Linked DNA regions of Mus musculus: regions 1, 2, 3, 5 and 6 are each linked to region 4. A link is a contact called in public ChIA-PET, HiChIP or PLAC-seq and promoter capture Hi-C data. All regions are on one chromosome and are shown on one strand. Each heading gives the region's core, a stretch centred on a gene start, on an enhancer-like site or on the middle of the called end of the contact. The rest is flanking DNA. Distances are from core to core; before and after follow the strand shown.

Region 1 (4,486 bases), core at 156-2,655, 680 kb before region 4:
ATGCCAGCTTGGAATACATCAGACCCTGTCTCAAATGACAAAGGAGTGGAAGGGGCCTGAAGAGATGGTTCAGCGGTTACAAGACCAGGTCCTATATGCTCTGGCTCCCATTACTATTTGGTGACTGACCGGCCTGTAACTCCAGCTCCTACAAGTCCATCATTTCAGCTTCAGGAGCACAGACTCACAGACAGACATAAAATTTAAAAATTATATATCTTAAGTTTTTCACATGTTTGGGTGTTTTGTCTGTACCACATAAAAGCTGATGCCAAAAGGCACCAATTGTCCTGGAAATGGAGGTAAGAGGAGGGTTGTGTGCCAACCCGTGGGGCTGGGAAATCAAACCTGAGTCCTTGCAAGAGCAGCCAGTGCTCTCAGGCTCCCAAAATTATGTATAACACACACACACACACACACACACACACACACACTCAGCTTGGATGTGAAGTGGAACACCACTCACTGAAAGTTCACCTCCCCACTAAGTAACAGACAGGCAAGGCAAACACAGGAAGGAAAGACGTCCAGCCAGGGTGGGTCGCAGCAGTTTTGTGGTCTCTACTGTCCTCTCTAGAAGTGTTTCTAAAGGGGAACTGAGACTTCTACAACACCCTTTACTGTTTTAATAGCCTGGTAACAAAGGGTCAGTTTATAAATGTGAACAGGAAGTAAGTCCACTCCTGTGACTGAAAAAGTCCAAAGACACAGATAGGCATCTTGATTGTGGCTTTTTCCACCTCCTAGAGAAGTTTCTGTTTCGTTTTTTTTGGTCATTTTATACCATTACTGGAATGATTTTGAACAGTGCAAGCTATTTGGACAACCAGGAAATCCCAGAGATCAGGAATGTAGCTCAGAGACAGATTGCTTGCTAGCAGAGAGAAGCCTTGGGGTTTGTCCACAGCTATGGGGTGAGACACCGCAGGGCACCTGCTGGAGTTACCCCTAATTGTTTCTGCTCCACCCTCCTCCTACTTACTGTACACACCCAAAGTAGTGATTCATTGGAGTCAACTAGGGTTAGGAGGCGAGAAGTGAAGTGGCAGGTGTAGAAGTGACATCTATGTGACGGGAGAGGGCACAGAACAGGGCCAAGCAAGGCAATAATAAAAAAATATATAATAATAACAATCCTCCGTGTGACCTTGGCAAGCTTACGACTCTCTGGGCTTCTCCTCCATAAAGCCAGACCCAGCCATGGAGCAGTCCACGCTCTTAGCCTGGCGAAAGGGTGCTCAGGCGGCCCTGCCCTAGAAGCGGGTTTCCCCGGCAGAATCCAGCGCCTCAAGGCGCACGCGATGGGACACGCCCGGGAGCCCGATCGCACCCTGCATCCGAGGCGTGCGGCTGTCTCATTGGACAGCACGGCTCTGCAGGGCCGCCCTGCAGCCAATCGCATCTGTAGGGCGGAGCTTCGCCTGCTGTGCTGAGGGCTCAGGCAGATGCTTTAGCTCTGCAGTGGAGTCCCGCTGTATCTGACCATCCGCGCTGGCCATGCAGGAACCCCTGCTAAGAACCGAGGGACTCGACTATGATACCTTCCCCGAGGTGCCCGCGACTCCTGGAGAGAGAGAACGAGCCGGGTGAGAGTCTCAGGGTGTGGGCATGGGAGGTTGGGATGGCCTTATCTCCAGCAGACGATACACATCTTGGGCCATTACTGACTTCTGGTGAGTGGCCACCAAGAGTCATCTGACTCTTTCTTACCGCATGCTCGCAAGTCCTATTTAAAGAACTGGACCACCATAAAGAAGAGAGCCTCCAAAGGAATACTGGGTGGGATCCCCACCTGCCACAGGGGGAGGACATGGGTCTTGCCTAAGATCACAGAACAAGCTTTGAGCATCACAACAGGAGGCAAAAACCACAATTTCTTTTCTGGAGAAAACGGGCACCAGCCCCAGCCGACAGCCTGGGGATTTCCCAGAGCTGCTGCTAAGGCCTGAAGACAACTTGACTGGCCCTGGACCCAGGCCTCTCCTGGTTATCTGCCGAGCTGGATGGTCATGGGCTCGGGGAAGGCAGCAGTCTGGGAACTCAGGGTCCATTTAAAGGACTTGTCCTTGGTCCTTTGGTTCTACCCCATCCCCCACCAGGGCCTTGAAAAACAGAAGGGTGTTCCTGGCTACCTTCGCCGCTGTGCTGGGCAATTTCAGCTTTGGGTATGCCTTGGTCTACACATCTCCAGTCATCCCTGAACTGAAGCTCTCTTCTGACCCAGCACTACACCTGGACAAAATCCAGGCATCCTGGTTTGGGGTGAGGCCTGTTCTCTAAATCAGATGGGGTAGTGGAGGGAGCATGGGCCCACTCAACCTGCTTACCACAGGGAACTAAAATCACCTAGCCTTGGAACCTCCCCTAGAGCACCGGTATCTCTCCCTAACACGCATTCCCGTCTGCTAGCGGTGATGGCAAGTGACATGAGGAAGTGACATCCTGCAGAGATGTGGGCCAGGGCTGAGGGGAAGATTTCCCAACCCCATACCCAAAGCCAGGCTGCCACAGCAGAGCTGACATCCTCCTGGGTGCCTGGAGGCAGTCACACCAGATGCTAGCGGGATGAGAGGTGCCATATGGACAAGGACAGAACGTGGCTAAACAGAGCCCAGGAGCCCAAGACTTTAACGTTAGAATGTCAGTAGACCCTGAGTTAGGACTGCGACTTGACAGCAAAGCTGGAAAGATTTGGGGTCTCCTGAGCATTTCAAATGGGGTGGGAATGTGCAAGGCGCACAGCACATGCTGAGCACATGCTAGACACTTCGTGAAATATCTTCACCCCTGAGGTTAACTATGTTTTTCCCATAACGCAACTAAGAAACTGAGGCCACACTGTGTGCCCTGGTCCCACTGCTCATGAGTGGCAGACTCCAGCCAAATTCTTTATTCCTCAACAACTCCAATGACCCCCAAATCTTAAAGTCCCAGGCCTACAAGTCATAGGGTTCTCTTTGGTAGTGTGTGAGCCATAGAAAATGCCTTTAACTTCAGCACTTGGGAGGCTGAAGGAGGAAGATCATGTTCTTGAGGCCTGCTTGGGCTCAAAAAAATATTGGACACTCCTGGACAGAGCCACTGTAGACAGGCGCCCCCTCTCCTCAAAGCACCTCTGGAGTAGAACATTTATGGTACCTTTACATATAGTTGTCCACAGGCTGCTGTGCACCTCTGCCAACAGGGGACTCTACCAATGAATGCCTGGGTTTTGGGTCAGCTCTGGAGGAACTCTCTCTAGACTCCGGTGGGGGTGAGAGCTCTTAAAGCCACTTATCTTCTTGTACCCCTGCAGTCCGTGTTCACCTTGGGTGCCGCAGCAGGGGGCCTCAGTGCTATGTTACTCAATGACCTCCTGGGCCGGAAGCTCAGCATCATGTTCTCAGCTGTCCCCTCAGCCATTGGCTATGCAATCATGGCCGGTGCCCGTGGCCTCTGGATGCTTCTGTTGGGGAGGATGCTGACGGGCTTTGCCGGGGGACTCACTGCTGCCTGCATCCCGGTAAGGCCAGATGTCTCCATTGCCTTGGGGCTGTTCTAGACCACCCCTGCCTCTGAGCCTTTGCTCAGTGAAAGTGTGTGGGGTTCACTACATTGCCCAGAAAACCTCAGCTTCCTCCACCAAAGCAGCTGACATCATTGTCACCCAAAACTTCCTACCCTGTGTTTTGACCTCAGTTCCATGCATTGCTCAACTGAAAAAATTTGCATTGCACAAGGGATGTGAAGGGAAGTTCCAGCCCACCTCCACCTCCACCTCCACCCAACTGCTTACCTCATGTAATACTCCATACACAAACTTATCCTCTGACCAAGCCCAGAAAAGAGGTCACTAGGGTAAATACAGATGCCTGCTCAGCCCCAAGTCTGAGGCCCCTGGGCTTGGTTGGGTCCCCCGACCCATACCCGCCAGAGCTGAGAGCTTCTGTATACTTCTTTGCTAGGGAAGGGAAGGTCAGAGCTCTGGTCAGAACAAGACTTCTGCCAGCTTCTCCAGGCTCCCAAGTCCCTCGATCACCCCAGTGGACCCAGGAACATGAATTCCCCACTAAAGTCCAAGTTGGGGCATGTGCCTTACAGGTGTACGTGTCTGAGATTGCACCCCCTGATGTTCGTGGGGCCCTGGGGGCCACACCGCAGCTCATGGCCGTGTTTGGATCCCTGTCTCTCTACGCCCTTGGCAAGTACCATCCTGCACTCCAGTGTTCAGGTTCTGGAGATGGGGGGAATGGAACTCTTCCTGAAGAAAGTCGGCACTGATAGACAGGACACCTGGCTTCCTAGCCCCATCTCTGAGCACTGAGGTCTATCCTACCGCAGCAGCTTCGGACCACCTTCCCACAGCACAAGGGTCCTGTCAGTTCGTGAGGGAAGCCCATACAGGATTTGGCCTGCCTGGGTGATGGGGGTGAGAGCCCCAGGCCCAGCCTTCCCAATACTCTCCCATTATACTGAGGCTGTTTAGGGATCCCACTTTAGTGCCAGG
Region 2 (4,596 bases), core at 494-2,993, 810 kb after region 4:
TCTACCTTCCAGCTCCTGGATGAAGTAATTAACTTCAAGTAGAGGCTGGAGGTATGCATCACTAAGTAGGCTGGGTCAAGGTGTGGTCCTGTCCATCACTGACCCATCATTGTCTGAGCTCGGCTAGCCTGCAAGATGGCCTGAAGCTGCACATCTCTTCCCAGGAGACAAGTTTCTTCCTCGGTTGGCCCCAGGCTTCAGCCTTCTTTCTCCTTCTGAGACTCCTGGAGAATAATTAAATTTCCTGGGGTACATTGTTTCAAGAGACTGGTTGCCAAAGAGAAGAGCATAAGTATCTCTTAAAGTCAGTTACAGAATGAATGCAGGCAAGACACAGAGGGTAGAGTGCAGAGGTGTCCATCCTTCCACACTGTGATATAACAGCTACAAATGTTGGGATGCTATCCTGGGATACATGCTGTGGGTTGGACACCCCTGATGGTGAGCTCTAAATACTTTGTGTGTATATACATATATGTGTATGGTGTTGTTTATATGTGGTTATGTGTGTAGCGTGTGTGTGTGTGTGTGTGTGTGTGTGTGTGTGTGTGTGTGATGTCTAGAGATATATAGAGATATGTGTCAGCATATATATATATTTTTTTTCTTTTTTGCAGGAAGAGATGACTCAGGAGTTAAGAGCTCTCTCAGAGTTCTGAAGTTTGGTTTGGGTCCCAGCTCACAAGAGCCTGTAACTTTTTTTTTTTTTTTAAGATTTATTTATTTATTTTATGAGTACACTGTAGCTGTCTTCAGACACACATCAGAAGAGGGCATCCGATCCCATTACAGATGGTTGTGAGCCATCATGTAGTTACTGGGAATTGAACTCAGGACCTCTGGAAGAGCTGTCGGTACTCTTAGCCACTAAACCATCTCTTCAGCCCTGAGCCTATAACTTTTGCTCTAAGGGATACAATGGCCTCTTTGTATGGAATCCCTGGATACTTCACTCATGTGCACAGACATACATACTTATAATTTTTTTAAAATACCTTTTTAACAGGACTGCAGAGATGAGAATAGACAATTGTCAGAGGTGTACAAATCTACATGTTGACGTAGACTCAAGTCTCCAAACATAAGCTTTCTTGGGGGACATTTCCCTGTTCATGTGGTTGAAGGTGCTCTTGATGAATCCTTCAAACTTTTTTAAAAACCTTTTTATTGGTTCATTGTGCATTTCACATCATGCACCCCATCCCACCCATCTCCCCCTCCCCTTGTACCTGCCTTTCATCCTTGCAACCTCTCCCACAACAGATGGAAAAAAATCTCGTCGCGGAAGCTGTAGTATGTCAGTTTGTTCCACAGTATACCCTTTTGTCTACACTTCTTTGTTCGCAAATATTCATTGAAATGTTAACTCTTTAAACTTTTAAATTACACTTATTCGTCTATTTGTGTGTATGACTAAATAATGCATAAACCCCTGCTCTCTTTCCACGATGTGGACCCAGGGCTCGAACTCGAGTTACATTTGGTGGCAAGTGACTGCAAGTGACTGACGTCCACGAAGAGAGGCTCAAGGCAGCTTCCTCAACAACCTTGCTAGGAACCGGAGAAACCGGCTTAGCCCCCACCCCCTGCGCCGCTCTGACTAATCACCGCTCTCTGCGGTTCCGTGCTCGTTCCTGGTAGGTTCCTGCTTCCGTCTGTCAGCGGGCAGAGTCAAGGCGGCCTATTTGACAAATCGACGGCCGCTGCTGCTCCCTGTGAGCTCCTGGTAGGCGCGTGCGTCTGTCCGTCAGACGGGGCGGGCCGCGGCAGCGGGGGTGTTTCCCGGCGAGCGCTGAGTTCCGGGCGCGCGAAGACCGTTGGGTGAGGCGGCGCGGATCTAAGCGGGGGGTCTACTCTCAGCGGCGGCCGGGCTGGGGTCAGGCGCGGGGTGGGAGTGGCGGTTGGGGGTCAGATGCGGGGCCGCCGCTGTCTGGGTGAGGTGGGTGGGTAGACTTTTCGGAGCCGCGGAGCCGGAAACTGAAAGTCGCGGGAGGGGGGCCGGAAAAGTTCGCGACGTCCGCAGCGGTGCTTGGCTGCGCGCCTACCGCGGTGGCTCGGGGTTACAGCAGTACGGTCCCTGCCCCAGATCTCGGTCCGGCATCGCGCCCGAGGGACCCACGAGCCCCACTTGCCCTTACTGGCCTTGAGCGAATACCTGGTCTCCCAGGCCACTTTTACCGCTCACCTCCCACCCACTTATGCTTTTTGGATGGGGCAGTCAAATTTGGTCTGCCAAATTTACGTCGCCTTTTCTGACACCCGGCTACACAAATCACGGACACCACCTCCCCCATAAGGCCTCTTCCCTGTTGGTGGTTTACCTTCCCTGTCCTCCTTTATTTTTTCAGATCTCACCTTTCTGCCCCTCAGAACCTCTGTTTCTCTGGAAACTATCTTGCTTTTTGTAAAGTAGTCTGGCCTCGAACTACTGAGTGCTGGGATTAAAGGGCCTGCGCCACCACCGCCCTGGAAACTATGTTGATGGGATAGATGCATATGTGTCAGGGTGTGGAGACTGATCCCAGGGCCCTTAACCTCCTGACGCCTGCCTAATGGAGGTTGGACCTAGTGTATATTCCACATGATGGACTTGAAGCCCTGAGTAGGTGGAAAGGACATGAGATTGATTAGAACTCACAGACGTACTCCCAGCGGGCCCCAAAATCGGAGAAACAAACTTTCAGCTCCGTGGACACAATGCAATGTCATCATTGTCTTGTGTGCAACTCACTAGCTTGGCTACCAGTCCCCCAGAGAAGTCACAGTTGACCTTGCCACCACGGCCCCTTCCTGCCTGCGTAACTGACTGAGAAAGGTGGTATTTAGTGACCCAAAGTTAACTGTTATCAGGTGGAGACCCCAAGCAATCTCAAATTGATGTTTAAGTCTTAAAAATTAACTTTATTGCTGAATACTTAATGATGGATTTATAAATACTTGAGTTTTAAAAGCTGAAGGAAGGGTTGTTTTTTATCAAGCCTTGTGTGTACATCTGGAAGGCTGAGTGCTGTCAGCAGTTGTGTCTCTGGTCTGAACTGGTGGCTCCTTGCCTGCCTAGCAGGTCTGTGAGGTGTTTACCTGTTGGCTGTTTTTTTCCCTGGGACCCTCTAGTCCGTACCTAAACTGACTATTCTCTGACAATACAGGCTGCCTGGAACCCTGTTACTCTTCTCCTGTTTGCCAGTCACCATGGGCTCCTCAGGAGATTCTCCACTATGTCCACACACCTGAGCAAGGGCCATGTGCATTCATAACCTAGTCTCACTGGCTCCTGGGCTGCAGCACACTGAGCACTTCCAGTCAGAGCTCTCTGGGAATCCCTGCTGTGGTTCCTCCTGCACCCATGAAGTAGCAGCAGGCTGGACAGCACAGAGGACATGGCAGCAGCCAACTTGGAGAAAACCTTCTTCCAAGAAGGAGATGCTTCCTGCCTCTCCTCTCACTACTGTTTTCTGAGAGTTGGTTTGGGGTTTCCTTCTTGACAGTGGGGTGTCAGGCCTCCACTTCCCATGTGGTTGCTACATGGATTGTCAGTGTAGCTTGGCAGGTGGGTTTCATGGGGTGGGAGCTTTTACAGGCATGGACAGGATGACCTGGAGAAGAAAGAAAAATCTAGAAAGAGTTGTCCATAGATCCTCCAGATTATGCCAAGGATGGGCTGTGCGGCTTCCAGGCTTATGCTGAACATCTGTCCCTGTGTACTGGCCTTGCCCCCTTTACATAGAGGGTTGGAGACAGCTTGGATGCCACACTGGACATCCATCTCATAATTGTAGTGTGCTCGCCCTGTTCATGTCCATAGAGGAGGAGACACGGTGGCTGCTGCATCTAGGATCTGGGACCCAGGTGGGCAGTGGAGTTAGTATTTGGGGCAGGTTGTAATTTTGGTGGATGGTTCAGCTAAAGAAAGTCAAGGATTTGGAACCTGGACATAGTCTTAGGGTTGCCGTGCTCAATTAGAGCACAGGGCATGGGTTGTGAGAGGAGGTGAGTTTGTGACAGGCTGGACAGTTGTGTTGCACAAACAGATTCTGTGCTGTGTACCTACTATCACTTTATGGCATTACCAGCTGGGCCATCTAGTTATTGATGTGGCTGCAGCCGTCAGTAAAGGATCCAGGAGGGGAGAGCTATAGAAGCTGGCATTCCTCCTTCCTCTCTCTAGCTCTGCACTCCTTGTCTTCTGACGGCCAGTACCTGGGCTTATGTTGGGCATGGTACAAACCTGTAAGAACTGATGGGAACCAGGGATAGGGAAGACAGGTGGAGTTGGGCAGCTGTAGCTTTAATGACCAGAGCTGGGAAGCCATTGAGGTTCTGAGCTGAGTAGGCCCAGACTTCATGCTGTGATAAAGGTCCCTCTGACTCAGGAGACCACAGTAGCAGCAAAGAAGCTATGCAGTCAGAGCTGGAGCTGTCCGTTCATTATGTTTGAGTGTTGAGGTTCTAACAGAGCCCTGGTGCTACACACAAACACACACACACACACACACACACACAGAGGGAGAGGGAGAGATTCCAAATCTGTTATTGCTAGGCATGTGAGATTGAAGCAGAAGAGATTGCTAAGGGGCATATCTGGGAGGATAGACATGG
Region 3 (4,913 bases), core at 690-3,189, 730 kb before region 4:
GGGAGTTTTACCTGCTTTACATCGGTTATAGATGGGATACCCTCCTTCTTCTTGAGCAATGGCAGCCTTCCCTTCCCAGAGGAATCCTCACAGCCAGGTATCCAGCAATCTGGTCCTCAGGTGCAACACAGCTCAGGGGTCTGGGCCCTCCTCTCTCTCTTTTTTATTAGATATTTTCTTTATTTACATTTCAAATGCTATCCTGAAAGTCCCCTATACCCTCCCCCCCACCGCCCTGCTCCCCTATCCACCCACTCCTACTTCTTGGCCCTGGCATTCCCCTGTACTGGGCATATAAAGTTTGCAAGACCAAGGGGCCTCTCTTCCCAATGATGGCCAACTAGGCCATCTTCTGCTACATATGCAGCTAGAGACATGAGCTCCGGGGTACTGGTTAGTTCATATTGTTGTTCCACCTATAGGGTTGCAGACCCCTTCAGCTCCTTGGGTACTTTCTCTAGCTTCTCCATTAGGGGCCCTGTGTTCCATCCTATAGATGACTGTGAGCATCCACTTCTGTATTTGCCAGGCACTGGCATAGCCTCATACAAGACAGCTATAACAGGGTCCCTTCAGCAAAATTTTGCTGGCATATGCAATATTGTCTGGGTTTGGTGGCTGATTATGGGATGGATCCCCGGGTGGGGTAGTCTCTGGATGGTAAGTCTCCATCCTTTCGTCTTAGCTCCAAACTTTGTCTCAGGGCCCTTCTCTCTTGAGAGAACAGAGATATGGAGGAGGGGCAGAAGGAGGTACAGCCTGCACCTGGCTCCTGATTCCCTTCCAACAAAACAGCCCCTCAAACCCAAACACCCACCAAGGGTTACGGTGAATCAAATCAAGAGAGCTTCCAGCCTTGCTGCTCCAACTCTCAGAATGGCTGCTGCGCACCTCAATTTAAACCCTGTCCTAGAAAGGAAGCTAATGTAGCTTGTCCCAGGTGGGTGTCATCTGCTGGTGAGTTAGACAATGGGCTTCAGAAAAAAGAGGCAGCTTGCCCAAAGCCACACAACAAGGTAGCCTACTGCCCCCTCCCCCACCACACACACACACACACACCACAGAGCAAACTTAGGGACTCAGTCGCACCCAGCAATTCCAGGGGAAGAAAGTCTGGAAATGGTCAGCACCCTCGAAGCCCTGATACCAACTGTCCTACTGTCCTACTGTCCTTCTGTCCTTCTCCCTCTCCCTTTTTTTCTCCCTCCCTCCCTCCTTCTCCTGCAGGTGTCCAGGAGCTTGGTCAGCATCACCCTTACGTCCACCCACCCCCGACACTGAAGGTCTCCATCTGAGTCCCTATTTTCACTCCAGCACAGAGTCCCCATCTCACACAGTCCCATTAGCCTCCATGGCTCCCCAGTCCCTGCTGCTGCCAAAGACAGGTGCCCAGTCAGCCTCACACTTGGTTTTCATTAAGGCTCCCAGACACTGCTGGATTCCAGCCAAGTCCAGCTCAAACAGGATCCATCTCTCCCTAGGGTCCAAAACCTTCAACAGGCCCACCACAGCATGGCTTTGCAGACCAGACAGCAACTGCTAGTACCAAGGTTGTTGCCTCAGGACCACCCTGCCACTGTGTGGCATAGGTTGTTCCCCCCTTTCTCTGTGGTTGAATACCCTCACCAGGGGCTGGGACATCCCCCGGCCCCCATTCTGAACAGCTTGGCTGGTCTGGGATAAGCTACATCTCACACCTCCCAAAGACCACAGTATGAGCAGGGACAAGTATGTAGTGGCCTACCTCACCCAGGGTCAGCAGGTTGTCCTCCTTTTAGAGAAAAGGGTGAGAGCTACTGCCAGGTGCACGGTGCAGGAAGGTGAGTGCAGAGATGTGCGGGCTCTGCCTGTCTCTGGTCCTGCTTCCCCAGCTGCCTCCCTCTCCCACTTCAAAGAGCATTCAAGGGAGGGGGTTCCCAGGAGGGGCTCTCAGCCCAGTGGCTGCTCTGTGGCCGCAGCTGCCTTTATAGCTGTCAGGCAGACGGGGAGGAACTCACACTTCCCACCGCTGCTCCCCCGCCCAGCCTGCTGGCGGCTGGCCGGGCGCACACTTTAACCCGCTCTGCTCCTCTGGAGTATGGCCAGGCTGTCCAGCTGCCTGCTGGCTGCTGCTGCCACAGTCCAGGATCAGTGAGTGAGCCTGAGACTGGCTTGCCTAGGTCCAGAGTGACTGACCCTAATGGATCAATTAGCCTGAGGTCATGTGGAGGGAGGTTGGCAGTGGTGGAGCGGAGCCCCCTTGACCCACCCATCTAACTTCAGCTTCCAGAGAAGGCTGGAAACCATGTGATGTCCAGGCTTTCGGCTCCTGTTCACAGGGAAGACACAGAGGTCCAGACATTGCACGGGTGCAGGCCACCCTCCGTCCTTGGAAAACAGACCTGAACAACGGAGGAACTGAGATACATCCAGAGATCAACCAACCAATGGCTCCAGGGAGAGGAAGAGGTGGCTACAGCCTATCGACCAGATGTCTAGGAAGATCGTCGGCACGGGGTATTCTGCAGATGTTTGGTACCAGCTTGGCTGGACCCCACAGCAGCTGGGCAGCTATTGGCAAGCAAGCAGGACTCAAGAGCTCTGTCCCTGCTGAGCTAGAGCTGAAGTCTTATGAATCCAAGAGGACTTTGGATGATGAGATGTCTGCTCTGACATTTCCTGCTCTCTGAAGCACCCCGTCCTGGAAAACAGGCACCTTCAAATGCTAAGTGATTCTGAAACAACATCCCACAAGCTGGCTGAGCCATTTCATCCATGCCTCTGTCCCTGTAGTGGGGACTGGAAGTCCTCTCCTTTTCTCTGTCCCTCCCTCTTGTCCCTCCCTCTGTGCTAGATGATAAGCTTCTTCAGCTGCCTCTTTGGGCTGCTAAGAGTGATACCCTGGGGGAAGTCTTGTGTCTGACCACCAGACCGCAGCCAAGAACAAAGCAACCAGCAAAAACCAATCAGCACCCAGCCTCTCTGTGAGGCTTGAGTCAGGTGACAAGCATCTTCATCATCTGTACTTTACCGAGGAGAAACTGAGGCTGGGAAGTGGAGTGGTCTGCTAAAGCCACCAGTCAAAGTTGTGACAGATACAGGTTGCGGCGCTGCTCTGCCACACACCCTCTCCTTCTGCCTGGTTCTTCAAAGATGCTGGCTGGCTCTCCCAGCTTAGACTGCGACAGGGGGCAGAGGGTCAGCTCTCACTCTGCCGGTGTTCAGTAGTGACTGACCTTAAGGTATTCAGCTTCTGTTCTCTGTCACCCTGACCTCCCATGACCCTTATCCAGGCTCACACTGCCCCCCTGGGGCCAATAAGAAGAAGCACAGACATTCTACAACCTGACACACAGCACACACACACACATGCATGTACATGTGCACAGGATCTCACTGGCAGACCCAGATCAGATCTCCCTTATTCTGGAAGCCTCTGCCACTTCTCCTCCACCCTGGCTGACTACCAGACCCTGTACACCCTGGAGCCGACCCAAGATCTCCTGGCACTTCTGGCTTCCACATGCTCCAGCGCCGGGGTGACTAACAGTTTCCCTTGGGAGGGACCCCACAGCCAACTGACATGCCCACTCGGCATCTTCCTTTGGCCTGGCCACTTGGAAGACAGACCTGTGGAGATGTATCGTTGCCTTTGTGATGCCCACGAGTGTGTGACTCTCTAGGTACTGGCTTCCTGCATTAGCTATGCCTTCATTTCCCTATGGAAGATCCTTAGGAACTTCCATATCCAAGACTCCCTGGCAGTCATAACTACTTGGTCCACAATGGGCTGAGGATTTCAGAGAGATTGAAAAAGACTAAACTCCACCCCCCAACCAGGTTCCTCCCCTACCCTGCATCTTCAGAGTGTTCCCTCATACCGATGAGGGTGGATACTCAACTGTCAAGTGCCCTGAACCAAAGCTGTATAGCATTAAACAATAAAATGTCATGATGTGCCAGGAGAAGTGTACTGATGAGAAAGTTTTGTCCTGCTTTCTGAGTGGGGACATTTTGTGCTGAGTCTCATAAATGACCTGTCCATGCAGTCCAGGGGACCACTGTGACCCCCATTCCTCACTCCATCCACCAAGCTTCTGGGGCCTGAGGTAACCTAGAGTCACCGAAGGAGCCAGTGGCTCTGGTCTGGTTCCTGTCTGACTCTTCCGTACATGCTTAGACCCCCAACCTGCTCTTCCGAAGCTTCTTTTTCTGGGGTGTGGGGGGCTTTCCACAAGGACCCTATGACTTTATTTCCTGAAATGGCCCATCAGACTTGAGGCTAGTACTCCTTCTGAGGTTCAGCTAAAACCTGAAGGATGGACATTCTTGAGTCTCTGCTGTTCCACTCACTGTAGGCTGCCCAGGAATGGGGGTTGCATACTCCTGGGTGACCAGGTGAGAAATAGCATAGCATGTACTAGGCTAGACCACAAAGCAGAAAACTGAATTTCCCACTGATCTTGTCCGTGAATACTGGCTTTTTTGTGAAGCCTACATATGAAGTTCAAGTTGAGGAACCCAAGCCTGTGTCTCAGTATAACTCCTCAGTTGACTGTGGTCTGAGATTGCATGAAAAAGGGGCTCCTTTATCCCCCAAATCAAATCAAGAACAGGGTTAGAAGACCTAATGTGGCCGGAGGTGAGATGTGGCTGGCACTCCATAAACCGAAAGCTGAGAGGCTGGGTACTCAAGTTATGGCTAGCCAAGGAATGCTGGTACTGCAGACTCCTGGGAGATCACAGCTTGCCTATGGTTGTTCTAGACACAGCAGCAAAAGCTAGGGACATCCCACTGGACCTGCAAACCTAGGAGAAGGTTCCCTGCCCAAAGAACCCATGGGCACCCCCACTAACTCCTCTGCCATTAGCCTGTATCCTCTAATCCTGAGATTAAGAGATGTGTAATAAGGAATGACAAAAAGTAAACTTTG
Region 4 (4,720 bases), core at 1,833-4,332:
TTGTGGCCTCGGAAAATGCCTGGCCTTCCTAAATCCCAGTTTTCCTCATTAGAGCTCTTCATGGCGAAGTGACAGCCACAGATGTAACTCAAGGTTATCCACACCACTCCAATGACTGCAGCCTTGACCAAGGAGTAACCTTCAGGTGGCTTGGAGTGTAGTGTTAAGAAAGACATATTCTGGGCATATCTAGAAACATGTGCAGGGCCTCCCTAGAGGATGGAGCCTGGATGGGGCTCTTACCATGCCCTACACACCCCATACCCAGGTGCTTGGAACCCCTACAGCCCACTGACCAACTCCCTTTTCTGTGGCCACAGAGCTCTGACTTGGAAGACAGTTCACCCAGGAACTCCCAGGAGGTGAGTGTGGACATAGAGTGGTCCTTCCCTGGCCTTCAACCTCTACCTGACCTCACACTCATCTCCCACATGGTCCTGTCCCCTTAAACTGGGCTGTCCCTTTTCTCTCATTTTGGGTTGGATTCAGGGAAGAGTGCTGGCCAAACTCTAAGCTGTTGCTGTGAGCGAAGTGAGAAGTGAGTCATAGACTAATGTCCCATATCCTGGCCTCTCAGGACAAGAGCTTCATGCTAGGGTTTCCTTTGCCTGTTGGCCTGACTGGGACGGAGTCCCTGAGAATCTCTGTGCAGAGGGGTGATAGTGATGGCTGTGTCAACTGAGGAGCTGGAGTCAAGCGGGCAGTGGGCTGGGCCACACTTAGTACAGGAAGGGCAATGGTGGCTTGTAGCATGGTCTAACTGGGTGGCGTGTCTCTGTTTGGAAGCTCTCACTGCCTCAGGATCTGGAGGAGGATGCCCAGCTCTCAGACAAAGGTGAGGATACCGTGTACTATCAGAGGCATGTAGGCTGCAGTCTCCTGGCCTCCCTAACCCTGGCCCATCCTCAGCACGTAAAGCTGTGTCACTTACTTTGTCTCAGAATTCACACCACTCCAGCCAAGGATGATACTCCCCAAGGCAAGGAGAGTCAATGGTGAAGGGCAGAACTCTTAGACTAACACACCCGGAGAATAAGGAATCTGATTTGAATGTGGGACTTAGGTCTCAGGGTCTGTGGCTCAGAGGACAGTGATTGTGGAGGCCCCATCCCTCATAGGCCCATCTTTCCCCACTAGCCTTCCTCCTGCAGGGGGAGATACTAGCCAGTACCCAGGTGTGCTCAATGAGGAGGGGAGGAATAGAGCTACGGACAGGGCCACAAGCAAGGAGCTGGGGGTTGTGCTATCCACAGCAGGCTGACAGGCGGGACCCTCCTCTGATCTAATAGCTGGGGGGTGGCAGCTGGGGCAGCTGAGGGTGGGTGGCGAGAGGGTCTGGCGCAGGGAGGAGCCCAGGGAGCTTTCGTGACAAGTCAGACAGACTTCCTCAGCTCAGCCTTACCCCAGGCTCTAACCAAAGGCAAAAGGGGAACAAGAGGTGTAGATGGAGAAGCACGGGTCACCCACTGCAGCCCCCAAGACCCAACCTGAGGTCACTGAGCTCCATGTGGGCACACAAGGAGAAGGATGCAAGAGCAGCCAGCTCCCTTGAAGGCATGCCAACAGTTAGGCACAACGAAAATGAGAGGGGAAGGGGGCAGGGCTGCTGGGACGGGGTTGTTCTCACACCCTGAGCCCTCCTTGGATATAATTGTTTCTTGATGTTCATAGCCTTCCCTGCACATCTTCTACCTAGAGGCTTGAGCCTTGGTTTGCCCAGGACCTGGGGCATGCTGGCTCTGGCTACCTGGAATGATTATTCTTCTAATTAATATGGTGTACTTGCACTAACCCAGGCCCCCGATGCCCTGAGCTCTCCACTGAGGCTGCCCCCACACCACCCATGGGAACCACTAGACACAAAAATGTTGCCAAGCTAAAAGGGACATGGACTGGGGCATGCATTCGCAAATAATCATGGGGACCTGGAGTCTTTCCTAGCCATCTGTCCTTGTGTTTGGTGACAGTCAGCTTGGGCGGTATGGGTGACTGATGGTAGGAGCCCTGTTGATGTAGCAGTCAAGGGCTCAGCCTGTTTCTGTGAAATGCAGTCCCCACTGGACTCATGCAAAGGTCCCAGCCCGTAAGGCTGACCTAGGCTAATGCTAGTTGGGCTGTTTGCAGAGGGAGGTGGCCATACCAGATGGGGCCCCCATAAGCACAGATCTTCCTTTCAGGTGTACTGGCAGACAGGGAGAGCCCAGAGCAGCCCTTTATGGCTCTGAACAAGGAGCATCTTTCACTGACCCATGTAAGGCTGATTGGGGTTCCCAAGAGCCCTGGTTACTACATGGCTGATCCTGGGGAGGAGGGTGACGCCACTGGACAGCTGGGGATCACAAGGTCTTTGGTAGTGTATGGGTAGGATGTAACATTTGGATAGTGGGGTGGTTGGACAGGGGAGGGGACAATGTAAGGACACCCATACTGCTGTTCACTGCAAAGAAGTCTTCCACTCACCTGGCTACAAAGGGGTTGTCACCCCACGCTCAGTCATCTCGGAGTCCAGCAGACCCCACGGCCAGCTAGCTATGCTCCACACCTGCTGGAGTCCCAGGGCTGCCGTGGTAAGGCCACGGTGTCCAGCTGCCCGCCCCGTTGTCCAGCTGCCGGCCCCGTTCCTTCTCTAGGGCATGGGGCCCAGCAGCAGCGAGCCCCCGGAGAAGGAGCGGCGGCGCCTCAAGGAGAGCTTCGAGAACTACCGCAGGTGTGGGGCGGCGGGCAGGACGGCTGGCGGGTGGGACACCTGTGCCTACCTGCTCACACTGCGGGCCCCACAGGAAGCGGGCGCTCCGCAAGATGCAGAACAGCTGGCGGCAGGGAGAAGGGGATCGCGGGAATACGACAGGCAGCGACAACACCGACACCGAGGGCTCCTAGCGAACCGCGCCGAGGCTGAGCATCTGTGGAATTGTGAAAGGATGCTGCGGTTTTTTTTTTTTTTTTTTTTTTTTTACTGTATTAGAATTAGAAAATGCAACTAAATAAAATAATCACCGAGCTGAGCCTGTTGGTTGGATATGCAAGCGGGGCGACACCAGGGGGCAACAGAAAGCAGTGCACCGGTGGCGGATGGAAGCCGAAGAGGGCCGCTTCCGGCCGCTGCGCCCGTTACCAAAATGGTCGACGCAGCTTCACGGGGCGGTGCAAGAAAAGGTGGCTAAGGATTCGCAGGCGGGATGTTGCGGACAGCGCTGAGCCGCATGCCGACACTACTTCGTAGTGTGCGGACCCGGGATTCCGGACCGCGGCGGCTTTGGGATTTGGGGGCTCGCCTAAAGACCGCGGAGAGACTTCGGGGCTGGGCCTGGGGCTGGGCCTCGGGCTGGCGGAGCTCGAGCTCCGCGCCGGGATCAGGGCGTGCGGCGGCGCTGGGGCGCGTGGAAGCGGACCACTATCAACTCGTCTACACCTGCAAGGTGGGCGCTGTCGGCAACACCTGGTGCTGGCTGGTTTCCTGTTGGTGTAGGGTCCTGGCAGAAACGTGGAAGTATCCTTCGGACCAGGGAGGAGGCGGAGTCTTTACAAATGGCTGGGTGGGAATGAGGCACAGGGCCTTCTAGGTTGGGTTATCAGGAGACAGGCGTCTAGAAATGACGCCGTCGCCTAGGTGGGATCATCAGAGAAAGGGTTGAGGCTGTCCCTCGGGATGGAGTTAGACCTTGGGAGAGACTTTCCTGTGTATGCCTTGCCTGACCACCTCTCTAACCCAGCTAGGTCTGTGGGACTCGGTCATCCAAGCGCATCTCAAAGTTGGCCTATCACCAGGGCGTGGTCATCGTGACTTGCCCTGGTTGCCAGAACCACCACATCATCGCAGACAACCTAAGCTGGTTCTCTGACCTGAAGGGGAAGAGGTGAGGCCAGCTGGGAGGGGTAGGAGACAGTAAGATTGTGGCCCTGTGTGAGCCTGGATCCATTGCCTGGATCTCTCTACCTGGACAGCCCAGCTTCCACGTGGACCTGGAAGCAGTTGAATTTGAACTTCAGATGAACCATGAATGGCCCCAAATATGGCAAACTAGTTCTATGGCTCTACCTCTGTCACTGCCTGACCTCTGATCTCGCCAGGGGCCTTATCAATCTCTAGTGGAGGCTTTTTGTCCTCTGCCAACTCAGGGCAGATGGAAGGGTATGTGTCAGATTATGGACTGGGGCAGCCTTCAGTGGTGTTCCCACTTTTGGGAGAGCAGTGGGGAGGGCCAGGAGTCAGTTTGGAGGCTGTGCCTGATGCCTTCTTAATGTTCTATGAGGAGGGATCAGTGGCAGGAGTAAGGGCAGAGCCACAGAGGAGATAGCCTGTGATAAGTGTGCAGGCCTTGGGTCTCTAGGGTTCGCCTCTTAGACCTGGACTGCAGAGAAATCTCAGCTCTGATATGTAGGGACAAGACTGAAATGCAGGGATGGGTGTTACCTGGTGAGAGGCAGGGCCACGGCCCTTGGTGGTACACTGTACGAGAGAGATGGCTTCTGAGGACTTGTTAACAGATACATTTGGTGAAGGTGCCATTAGGTGCCTGCAAGGTACTGGTGTCACTTGGATGCTGGGACAAGTGTTCCAGGCCCAAGATGACCATGGGATGCCCTTGAGGGAGCCCAGAGTAAGGCTGATGCTGCTCTTACTGTCTTGCAGGAATATTGAAGAGATCCTAGCAGCCAGAGGAGAGGAGGTACGCCGAGTGTCTGGTGACGGTGCCCTGGAACTGATTCTGGAGGCTGC
Region 5 (4,496 bases), core at 506-3,005, 620 kb before region 4:
CTTGAAGTGGTTGTTCCTTAAATGAACCAACAGGAAGGAGGATAGCCAGCTTTGGTCTCTGGACCTCAGGAATCCAGCTCAGTGCTCACTGTCTTGTGGAGTTCAAAGGAGAAGGAACCCAGGGAGCAGGAACTCAGGGAACAGTGTCCCAGACCTTCAGGAACCTAGAGGTGGGAAGACCCAATGATCCCGACACTGTGTCCTGCCCAGGCCTCAGAAAAACTGGGTTTAAGTGGGGGGACATCTCCTCAGCTTCTGTACCCTGACTCCTAGGCTCATCTCTCTCTGGACCTTGTCAGCATCTATATGGTGTGTGTATGGAGGCCAGAAGTCAACTTCAGGCGTTGTTCCTCTGGAGTCCCCCATCTTGTTTTTTAAGACAAGATCTCTCACTGAGACCTGGGGCTCAGGAACGAGGCTAGGTTGGCCGACCCGTGTGTTTTCCTGGCCAGTGGTTAGAATAGAAAGGATTGTGAGATATACGATTTGTGACCAGGTTTCTGTGGTCTTGGAACAATGCACACTGCCTCTCTTCAGTACTGGAATTAGAAATTGTGCACTCCTCTGCCCAGCTTTCTATGTGAACACAGGAACTAAAACTCAGCCCTCAAGTTCCCACACACAGACACACTTTACCAAGTGAGCTGGCTCCACAGTCTATCCCCCAACCAGGGCTCTAATCAAAACCACCAACTTTTCCTCTGAGAAAAGAGATGGAATCCTGAGAGGCAGAGCTATAGGTCGTGGGAAAGCCTTCTCCAGGAGGAGCACTACAGGACAGGAGCCAGAGTTGCTTGGCCTGTCACTCACCTTGTTTCCAAAGAAGGAATAAATATTTACAGCTATGGCTAGAAGTGGCAAGTTCCTGAAAATCAGCCAGCCCCCTGGAGGCCATCCACAGGCTAAGGAGGCCAGCCGAGGAACATCCCCTCACTTGTGACGCTGAACAGAAGCCTGGGGTCAGGACTCCAGGGCAGCCAGAACACCCAGAACAACTATTATCAAGTTGGCAGGAAGCAATGATGCTAATTAACAGAGAGAGACTAGCTTCTCTGACTTCCTCCTTCTATGACTGAGAGAACCCTCGTGGGTCTGACTCAATGGGAAGTCCCTCGGTCCCTCATCCAGAGCTCAAGAAACTCCCCTGGCTCAGAGTACATCAGGACAGCTACCTGTGAATGGAGCAGCATGGTGGCCAAAGTAAGAAGACACATCCTTGGGCTCCAGATCTTGAAGAAGACTCTGCAAAACAAATGACATAGAAGAGAAGAAGGAAGGAGGAAGGTGGCAAGGGGGAGAAGAGAGGACAACAGACATAGGGACAGAGCATGAGGGGCAGTGCCTAGGCAGGGAAGATCAGTCCACATACTGCAACAAAATGGAGTCTGTCTTGTTACCAGAGTAAACGAATTTCCTCCTCTTCAAGCAGAAAGACTCCACCCACTCCACCCAAGAGCTTTGGCATCCCCTCTCCCAAGTGATTGCAACACCCAACACCAGATCTTGTGTGATCCCACCTTCTGGAAGTCAGAGAGCCCCCAGCAGCCCAGAATGAAGATGGCACCAGTGAGGATTCCTCTGACACTGACAGCATAACAAGGCTGGCACGTCAACCACAGGCAAAGCTGGCTCATCTTTAGAAAAGGCAGTTGATGGCCGGACAGGAGCCCTAGTGACTGGGATTCTGGTTAGTGTGCAATGTTCACTTGCTGGCTGGGCGGGACATCAGGCAGTGTTTACTCTTGGGAGCTTCCTCCCAGGGCAGGGTTATGGGGTGGGCAGCAAGCAGCTTCTTGCCTGGAATGATTCCCAGTTGAAGAGCACCAACCATGTCCTGCACCAGGAAAAGTTCCAACTGTGCACCCTCCTCCTGGGAGGGTCTGGTCTAGCAGTTCAGTCTGGACAAAAGCAAGCCCTAATAGGACCCAGGGGGTGTGGGCTCGCATATAGTGACAGACCCTGAGACTGCTCTTTTGGAATCTTTGACTAGCCACTAAAAGGATGCACTAAGGACATGACAGTCCTGGCCCTTCAGCCTACCTCTCCCCTGGCACCCCCATTTCCAGACTTCATCTAGATCTCCTGTCCCTTTACCCCTGCAGAGACTGCCTCTCACTGCACTTGCAGACACCCTGTACCCTCCGCCCAATCCTCTGCCCCAAGTCCTTTTTGAGCTGTCCATCTGGTCTGCACCTGTGTTGGGAGCCGACTCCTAGTAGAAAACAGCTGTCATCTCTGCAGCCATCTCAGGCTATTTACTAATAGGTAGGTACTTTTTCACCCTGATGAGAGACTTGTTTTCCTAGCATGATGTTTTTGCAAGAAGCCCACCACAGCTCAACATACTCTGATAACATCTTGTTTATCTCCTATACGTCCTGGACTTGTGGTTAAGTGTCTCCAGCTGCACTCCCCAGCTTGTGCTTATATACCTATAGTTGCCTTTCAATAAACGAGACTTGAGACTTGATCAGACAGTCTTGTCTCTATTCTTCAAGTCTCCTGTCCCTCCACCCCCACTCTCTCCCTTGCAGACCCCGTTGACTGTTGGGAACAAAATAAAGGCAGACGCGGAGAGACTGCCGGATGCTTTTCCACTCAGCCCGGGTGAGCATGCCTGACCCACGCAGCGGGGAGGTGGAGAAAGGGGCAGCCCCCGACCAGGGGACCCCCCCACAGCTACCTTGCTAAAGCCCCAGGGTTACAAGAGAGAGGGAATAGGGGAAGAAGTTCCCAACACTGACCAGAGTGCGCAGCGGAACTTGATGGAGCAGAGACTCTTTATGGTCTAAGAGCTTTATTATAGAAATGCAGGGGAAAAGAGAGAAAGGAGAAAGGGGGAGGGGAAAGGCTAGAGAGAAAGAGAGAGAGGAGAGGAGAGGAGAGGAGAGGAGAGGAGAGGAGAGGAGAGGAGAGGAGAAGACAAAGAGAAGGGGAAGAGGAGAGAGAAGTGAGAGGTGAGAGAAACAAAGGAGTAAGGGTAAGAGAGCATAGTGGGGGCTGCGCACCCCTTTTTATGGTCTTCACTGTTGCTAGGTAACTAGGGAGGAGTTTAGCCTGAAGGTCAGAAGCTTGGGCCATTGCTTATGTGACTACTGACCATGCTTCTCTTGTAGGGGCTGTGGGAGGTGGTACCTTAGGCAGGAGCCAGAGTTCCAGGAGCATGAGAGAACGCCTACCATGTCATGTAGGTGAATTATTGTAGCCTCCCCCCCCAGCCTGAAGTGGGCTGGTACAAACCTTGTCACCACTGAGGTGGGGCCACCTGCGGTGCAGCTTTCGACTTGGCTGTCTCCTTTTTGAGGTGACAACTGCCCTGCTCTTCTGCTTCCTGAGACATTCCTGAATAAGCAACCAGCCTGGTGACCAAGTGCTGACAGAATGGCTCCAGGCACCAAGAGTAGACTGGGGGGGGGGGGGGGGGTGTGCAGATGCGGATGGGCCTTCCCCCTTATAAGCACAGTCTCTTAGTAAACTCGTGGGCCTTGAACAGAAACGTGTCTTGGTCTCCACTAATTTCTCTTGCCGTCTAAGTCTCTTTCAGCCCCAGCCTGTCTCCCAGGTGTGCAGGGTTCATGTAGGCCAAGGGCTGGCATACAACAAATTATGACCACTAGGGTTCAGACCTCAGCTCGACTGGAGACCAGCCTGCAATTCCCCACAGTTTACTGACTCTCAGACCAGCTGGCAGGAGAGTCCTGGAGCAGGTAAGTGGCCCTGCAAGTACTGTCACAAGTTGCCTGGCATCCCACTGCACCCTCTGGGAATTTCTCATCTATTTGCTCCAAAACATTCTTGCACACCCTTCACCCTGGCAGTACCCTATTACTGTTGGGATATTTGGGGAGTTAAACTTAGTTGTCAACAAGATTGGATCTGGAAAGGACTAAGAGATGGTACAGTTCCAGATGGATCTAGGAGTACTTCCTGGAAAGGTTAACTGAGAGAAGACCCTCCTCTAGCGTGGGCAGCCCTGTCTGCTTCCACTCCTTGCTCATGAGTACATGTATCCTGTTGCTGCTGCTATTGCCACCACCATCCTTCAATGACATCAGAGCCCAGCTTCTTTGGCCTTCTAACACAGAATGGAGACAAGAGAGTCTTCAGGAATCCTCCAGACCTTCAGTGCCAACTAGAACTTCCGGCACATCCAGCCTCATGGACTGAGCAGTTACCAGGTGAAAGGTTATTTTTCCGCTGCCTCAGGTGAAATGAGCCAGTTCATGCCAGATTAGATTATATTAAAGGCAGGTTTCTTTGGAGGCCCCAAGGATTGAGGCCAGGGGAGTCGCCATGGGGAAGAGGGGAGGAAGGGAGAAAAAGAGAAAGGGCATGCATGGAGAGAGAGAAGAGAAGGAGGAAGAGGAGCAGAAGAGAGAGCAAAATGTCTGGATTATAGAGAAGAGCCACTGGGGAAAGAGCAGCCCAACCACTGTTGTAGAAAATTCAAGGTTGGGGTAGGGTAAGCCAGGTAGGGACTGAGGGATGCTGGAAGA
Region 6 (4,310 bases), core at 1,034-3,533, 550 kb before region 4:
TGGCATGGCACTTTTTATTTTTACAACCAGAAAATAAGTCCCAAATTCTCAGTTCAGAGGCTGTAGTTGAACAACAGAAAGGGGGTAAACAGGTACCAGGTAAGACTGGGGGCCCTGGCCCGCTCAGCCCAGAGAACCCCAGGTAGCTAGCACAGAAGTTCTAAGTCTAGTAGTGTCCTCTGCTCTGGTCACTTCTCCTTCAGGGGCTCAATTTAGCCACTTGGACTCCAGTTCGGGGCTGCCCTGAGATGGGGCTGGGGTGGTAAACAACCCCTGATCACAGGTAGTATGGGCTGTGGGACAGGTGCAGGCCCAAAGATGTCTCTGTAGTAACAGGTGTCAAAATCAGGGCTGAACACTGTTATAATGGAAATAAAGAGTCCAGATGGGGGCTTCCAGTTTCCCTACCATGCCTCTGGGGTGGAAGAAGAGCCCTTAGAGGTGGGGAAGCAGCCACTGAGCCACCACCCCTTCACATCTCTCATGTGGCTGGAGGATCTTCAAGTAGACACTAGCATCATCCCACAGCCAAGAAAACTGTGACCTGAAACCTGGCCAACCAAACCCACAGTGTGGCCGAGTCACCTAAGCCACTGTGCTCAGGGCAGGGAATACTACATTGATGGGAAGAGGGAGTAAGGGGGAGATGGGAGAGTGAGGCCTAGGCTGGCACTTCATCACACATGTCCACCACATACAGGCATACATATACACACCATTCACACCTGCACACATGCGTGAGAGACTCAGAGATGCAAAGACAGTGTTGGCAATAGAGACACCAAAAGACGCCGAGGGATTCCAACAGCTCCAAGTCCTTAGAGTGGCTGGGTAACCTCTCCCAGGAGTTGTCCATCACAAAGCAGCGCATGTGAGGAGCACAGTAACACCAAGAGGCCTGACACCCATGGAGGGAACAGTGGGACGGCCCCTCCTTATATAGCTTTGGGTTCCTGGCATCTAGTAAATCCGTGACATAAAATAAATGGATGAAGAATCCGCTAGTACTGCAAGCTATATGACTGCAGCACCTGTACCTTTGATGCCACCTATTTTTGCCATCCTACTTAGAGCTATCATGCCTGCATCTTAGAAGGACTGGCCTTGGGCTTGGAAAGGCTGAGGTGTCTTGCTCAGAAGCGAAGATCTTAGAAACCGGGAGCTCAGACCCCATTGCCCCTCAGTACCAGGCTCACGGCTGACATACAGAAACCATGGTTCTCGGGCAGGTATGTGCATTCAGCCTGTCACTCCTGACTACCATCAGCATGCCTCATCCATGGTTGTAGTCCTGGGTCTATAAGGAACATAGGCTGGTCACCAGGTGACCCAGCACCTACAATAGCCAAAAAGAACATAGCACTGGAATGTGTAGCTAGGGGCAAGTCACTGCCCCAGTGAGGGAGTTTTCCAGCAGTGATGCCAAAGCAGTGTTAACTGTTGGAAGAGCTTGTAAGTGCCCTGGAGAAAGCTTAGCCACCTAGTGAAAGACAGTGTTTTATTGTTTAGTCAATTCTGTCGTTCACATTTAAAAGCGAAACTTCTCCTTTAAAGGGCACCATTGTCTTTCCTCTGCTTGCGTGGCCAGGGCCAGAGCTCCCTGGAGATACTGCTTGGGGATTTAGTGTTCTAGAAATTCAGAGTCACAAGTGATGTAAGTTGTGTGTCACCTTTTTTCATGAACTTCTGAGTTGCTGGGTCACACCCAAAAAACTACCGGGCAGGCTCTTCTTTGGGCTTGCCTTTCCCTTCATTTCCTCATAAGTAGCTTTAACGCCATCTGCAAGTAGTTTCTTATTCCTAAGGGCTCATCACCATTGAGATTCATTGCTACCGCATGTAATCTAAGATCCACGCCATACTCAGGTCTCTAGTTGTGGCCCACGTCTTTTTATACCTGATTGCGTTTTGCTCTGTGTGGCGGGAGTGGCAATAGGATGCTGGGCATCCCCTGCAGGCGGGGTTCTGACCTTCAGTCCAGCAGTAGGGAAAGAGCTATAGTAGCCCAGGTCTGCCCGGCCCTGAGGGCTTCAAGCTCGGTGGGAGCCCAGCCCTCTCAGGTTACAGGCTCCATTTTCAGAGAAACGCCTCCAGATTGAGGAGTAGCCGGCCCGTCAGGCATGGCTAATTGAGCTCCGAGAGGAAAGCAGCTGCTAGCGGATTTACACTGTGGCTTCCGGGGCTGGCTGGCTGGTTTGCTAACCTGGAGTTTAGATTACGGCTAATCCTTGGGGGTGGCTTCCGGTGCTCCAGGCTGCGTCTGCGCATAAGATACTTCCGGCGGGGTCACGCCGCTCTACTGGTGGTACCTGCGTGTACGGAGCTTCCGGCGGGGCTCCACCGCGGGAGCTTCCTATTCTGGTCCCAGCCTTGGTTGGCAGCATGGCTTCTCTCCTGGCCAAGGATACCTATCTTCAGGACTTGGCCAAGAAGATCTGCGCGCAGCCTGGCCCTGAACGACAGAGGAGCACATGGGGTAAGGCATCCGGCTCGAGCAGCTTTTGGGAGCAGACGCCGTCAGTAAGGAGCCCGCTGTCCTAGGTCGGGGCCGGACCCCCCGCAAGGGATATGAGTTCGAGCGGGTGGGTACTCGCGGGGACAGCAAAAGCTTGAGCTCTGGGCCCTGAAGGAGTGGGAGGCAGTTAGGAAATTACCAGACTCGAACGGAAAGAAAATCGGGCTTGCTACTACAAGTGTGAAGAGTTTTCTTACTGGCGTGTGTGTTTTTCAGCCCTTGTCTGTGAATGTGTTTCTTGTGTTGAAAGAACGCACACTCCATTCTTGGCTGTTTAGTTTAAAGCGCTAACATTTCCTTATCTTTGGAAGTGGAAGCAAGTCTTAAATCATAAAATGTTAATTGCGTCTGGGCCTGGTTGGTAGGGAGGCTGAGGAGAAAGACCTCGAGGTCAAGACCCGCCTGCCTGTCAGGACTACAGGATGTGATCACCTCTGCATGAGCAACTTCAGGAAACTCTCCGAAAGTAAAAGGAGCGGGTGGAGATATGGCTCAGTGGTTAAGAGCACTTGCTACTTTTGCATAGGACCCAGATTTGGTTCCCAGCAGCTACATGGCAGCTGACACCAGCCCCTAATTCCAGTTCTAGGGACTCATTAACACTCTTCTGGCTCTCAGTGGCACCAGGGATGGTCTTGATGCACAGACATACTTACAAACAGCACTCATAAAAGTAAACGAGTCTGGGAGGCACAGGTGGGAGGTGGTCTGCAAGCCTTTTAACACCAGCACTTGGCAAACAAGCAAGAAAGATTACTGTGAATTCCAGATGGCCAGGACTGCATACTGAGACCCCTTTTATTTGTTTGCTTGTTTGGAGACAGGGTTTCTCAGTGTAGCCTTGGCTATCCTGGAACTTGCTCTGTAGACCAGGCTGGCCTTGAATTCAGATTCACCTGTTTCTGCCTCCCAGGTGTGCCACCACCGCCTGGCTTAAGATCATGTGTTAAAAACAAACAAACAAACGGAGCTGGAGAGAGGGTGCAATAGTTCTGTGTATCTACAGCTCTTAGGAGAGGACCAGATTGTTCCCATCAGCCACCCTCATTTATGGTGCACATGATTAAAATGTAATAAATTTACCAAAAGAAAAAGGAGGTTTGGAAGTATGATTTAGTGTTGGAGTACTTGCCTAATGTGTGTGAGAGCTGTTGTGTGGTATCATGTAGGAAGACACATGAGTACCTGCTCAGCCAGGACACACATGCTGCACGTGAGCACAATGAAGCATTTGGTCTGGAGCCCATTTAGAATGATGGTGGCCTGTAAACATGGGTTTAGGTTTCCCCAAGTCCCATTTTCCAAGGGAAAATATTCCTTGAAGTAGTTTCTTGAAGTTTGACAGAACGAAGAAAGTCAAAGCAGGTTTAAAATACATTAGAGTGTATACCAGGTCATATAGCAAAATGACAGCTTTCTTTAGGACTAGATGCTGATGGCAGTTCCTCCCGTCCCCCAAACAGGGCTTCTCTGTGTAGCTTGTAATGTCCTGGACCCTGTAGACCAGGCTGGCCTTGAATTTACAGAGATTAGTCTGCATCTGCCTCTGAAGTGGAGTGCTGGGATTAAAGGTGTGCCTGGTGCTGATAGCATTCTTAATTTTTAGGTTGGCCTGCTAAGTGAGTATATTCCAAAACGTTTATTATCTATTAGTCACATGGAGGAGTCAGTCTGCAGACAGCTTCTTTCCAGGAAATCTCTGGCAGAACCAAAGGCAGAATACTGCTGAAGTCCAGAGAGGCAAATGAATTGAGCCTTATGGGGTGACTCACAGGAGTGGAAATGATTCAAACAC

The links. Promoter capture Hi-C pulls out the DNA fragments that hold promoters and counts their contacts. ChIA-PET counts read pairs in DNA pulled down with a chosen protein or histone mark. HiChIP or PLAC-seq counts read pairs in DNA pulled down with a chosen protein or histone mark. Capture Hi-C pulls out chosen DNA fragments and counts their contacts.
Region 1: a promoter capture Hi-C map of pre-B cells shows a contact between it and region 4, with 2.0 times the contacts expected there. The contact joins the promoter of Slc2a6 here to the promoter of Dnlz in region 4. A contact is called at or near these places in 5 of 39 promoter capture datasets (hippocampal neurons, liver, pre-B cells and 1 more), 1 of 484 Hi-C or Micro-C datasets (CD8 T cells) and 3 of 115 datasets of contacts at active chromatin or transcription factors (bone marrow-derived dendritic cells, double positive thymocytes and memory CD8 T cells).
Region 2: a contact with region 4 is called in an RNA polymerase II ChIA-PET map of memory CD8 T cells, with 9 read pairs. The contact joins the promoter of Traf2 here to the promoter of Dnlz in region 4. A contact is called at or near these places in 5 of 39 promoter capture datasets (cranial neural crest, hematopoietic stem and progenitor cells, hippocampal neurons and 2 more), 1 of 484 Hi-C or Micro-C datasets (CD8 T cells), 3 of 115 datasets of contacts at active chromatin or transcription factors (bone marrow-derived macrophages, memory CD8 T cells and pancreatic cancer cells) and 1 of 9 other capture datasets (liver).
Region 3: a promoter capture Hi-C map of adipose tissue shows a contact between it and region 4. The contact joins the promoter of Adamtsl2 here to the promoter of Dnlz in region 4. A contact is called at or near these places in 1 of 39 promoter capture datasets (liver), 1 of 115 datasets of contacts at active chromatin or transcription factors (embryonic forebrain) and 1 of 9 other capture datasets (adipose tissue).
Region 5: an H3K4me3 HiChIP or PLAC-seq map of bone marrow-derived macrophages shows a contact between it and region 4, with 3 times the contacts expected there. The contact joins the promoter of Adamts13 here to the promoter of Dnlz in region 4. A contact is called at or near these places in 3 of 115 datasets of contacts at active chromatin or transcription factors (bone marrow-derived macrophages, large pre-B cells and pancreatic cancer cells) and 2 of 9 other capture datasets (liver and macrophages).
Region 6: a contact with region 4 is called in an RNA polymerase II ChIA-PET map of memory CD8 T cells, with 45 read pairs. The contact joins the promoter of Surf6 here to the promoter of Dnlz in region 4. A contact is called at or near these places in 15 of 39 promoter capture datasets (the 3T3-L1 cell line, the C10 cell line, HPC-7-derived erythroid cells and 8 more), 1 of 484 Hi-C or Micro-C datasets (regulatory T cells), 10 of 115 datasets of contacts at active chromatin or transcription factors (the SCID.adh cell line, bone marrow-derived macrophages, embryonic stem cells and 6 more) and 4 of 9 other capture datasets (adipose tissue, embryonic stem cells, liver and 1 more).

The regions. Positions count from the first base shown.
Region 1 is chr2:27,024,917-27,029,402 of GRCm38.p6, reverse strand. It overlaps Slc2a6 (solute carrier family 2 (facilitated glucose transporter), member 6), which reads left to right and starts at 1,405. Exons shown (of 10, transcript NM_172659.2): 1 at 1,405-1,586; 2 at 2,100-2,262; 3 at 3,296-3,502; 4 at 4,081-4,180. The coding sequence starts at 1,498.
Region 2 is chr2:25,544,087-25,548,682 of GRCm38.p6, reverse strand. It overlaps Traf2 (TNF receptor-associated factor 2), which reads left to right and starts at 1,743. Exons shown (of 11, transcript NM_009422.3): 1 at 1,743-1,821. It overlaps Gm35476 (a long non-coding RNA gene), which reads left to right. Exons shown (of 4, transcript XR_866044.3): 4 at 618-758.
Region 3 is chr2:27,076,405-27,081,317 of GRCm38.p6, reverse strand. It overlaps Adamtsl2 (ADAMTS-like 2), which reads right to left and starts at 1,939. Exons shown (of 19, transcript NM_029981.2): 1 at 1,745-1,939.
Region 4 is chr2:26,350,472-26,355,191 of GRCm38.p6, reverse strand. It overlaps Dnlz (DNL-type zinc finger), which reads left to right and starts at 3,082. Exons shown (of 3, transcript NM_026828.3): 1 at 3,082-3,419; 2 at 3,718-3,857; 3 at 4,634-4,720. The coding sequence starts at 3,180. Card9 (caspase recruitment domain family, member 9) reads left to right here. Exons shown (of 13, transcript NM_001037747.3): 9 at 321-362; 10 at 787-835; 11 at 2,178-2,251; 12 at 2,631-2,707; 13 at 2,781-3,005. The coding sequence ends at 2,880.
Region 5 is chr2:26,970,675-26,975,170 of GRCm38.p6, reverse strand. Adamts13 (a disintegrin-like and metallopeptidase (reprolysin type) with thrombospondin type 1 motif, 13) reads right to left here and starts at 1,755. Exons shown (of 29, transcript NM_001001322.2): 1 at 1,518-1,755; 2 at 1,173-1,242. The coding sequence starts at 1,634. Gm36649 (a long non-coding RNA gene) reads left to right here. Exons shown (of 6, transcript XR_003953777.1): 3 at 2,103-2,265; 4 at 2,535-2,607; 5 at 3,535-4,178.
Region 6 is chr2:26,900,860-26,905,169 of GRCm38.p6, reverse strand. It overlaps Surf6 (surfeit gene 6), which reads left to right and starts at 2,283. Exons shown (of 5, transcript NM_009298.4): 1 at 2,283-2,476. The coding sequence starts at 2,383.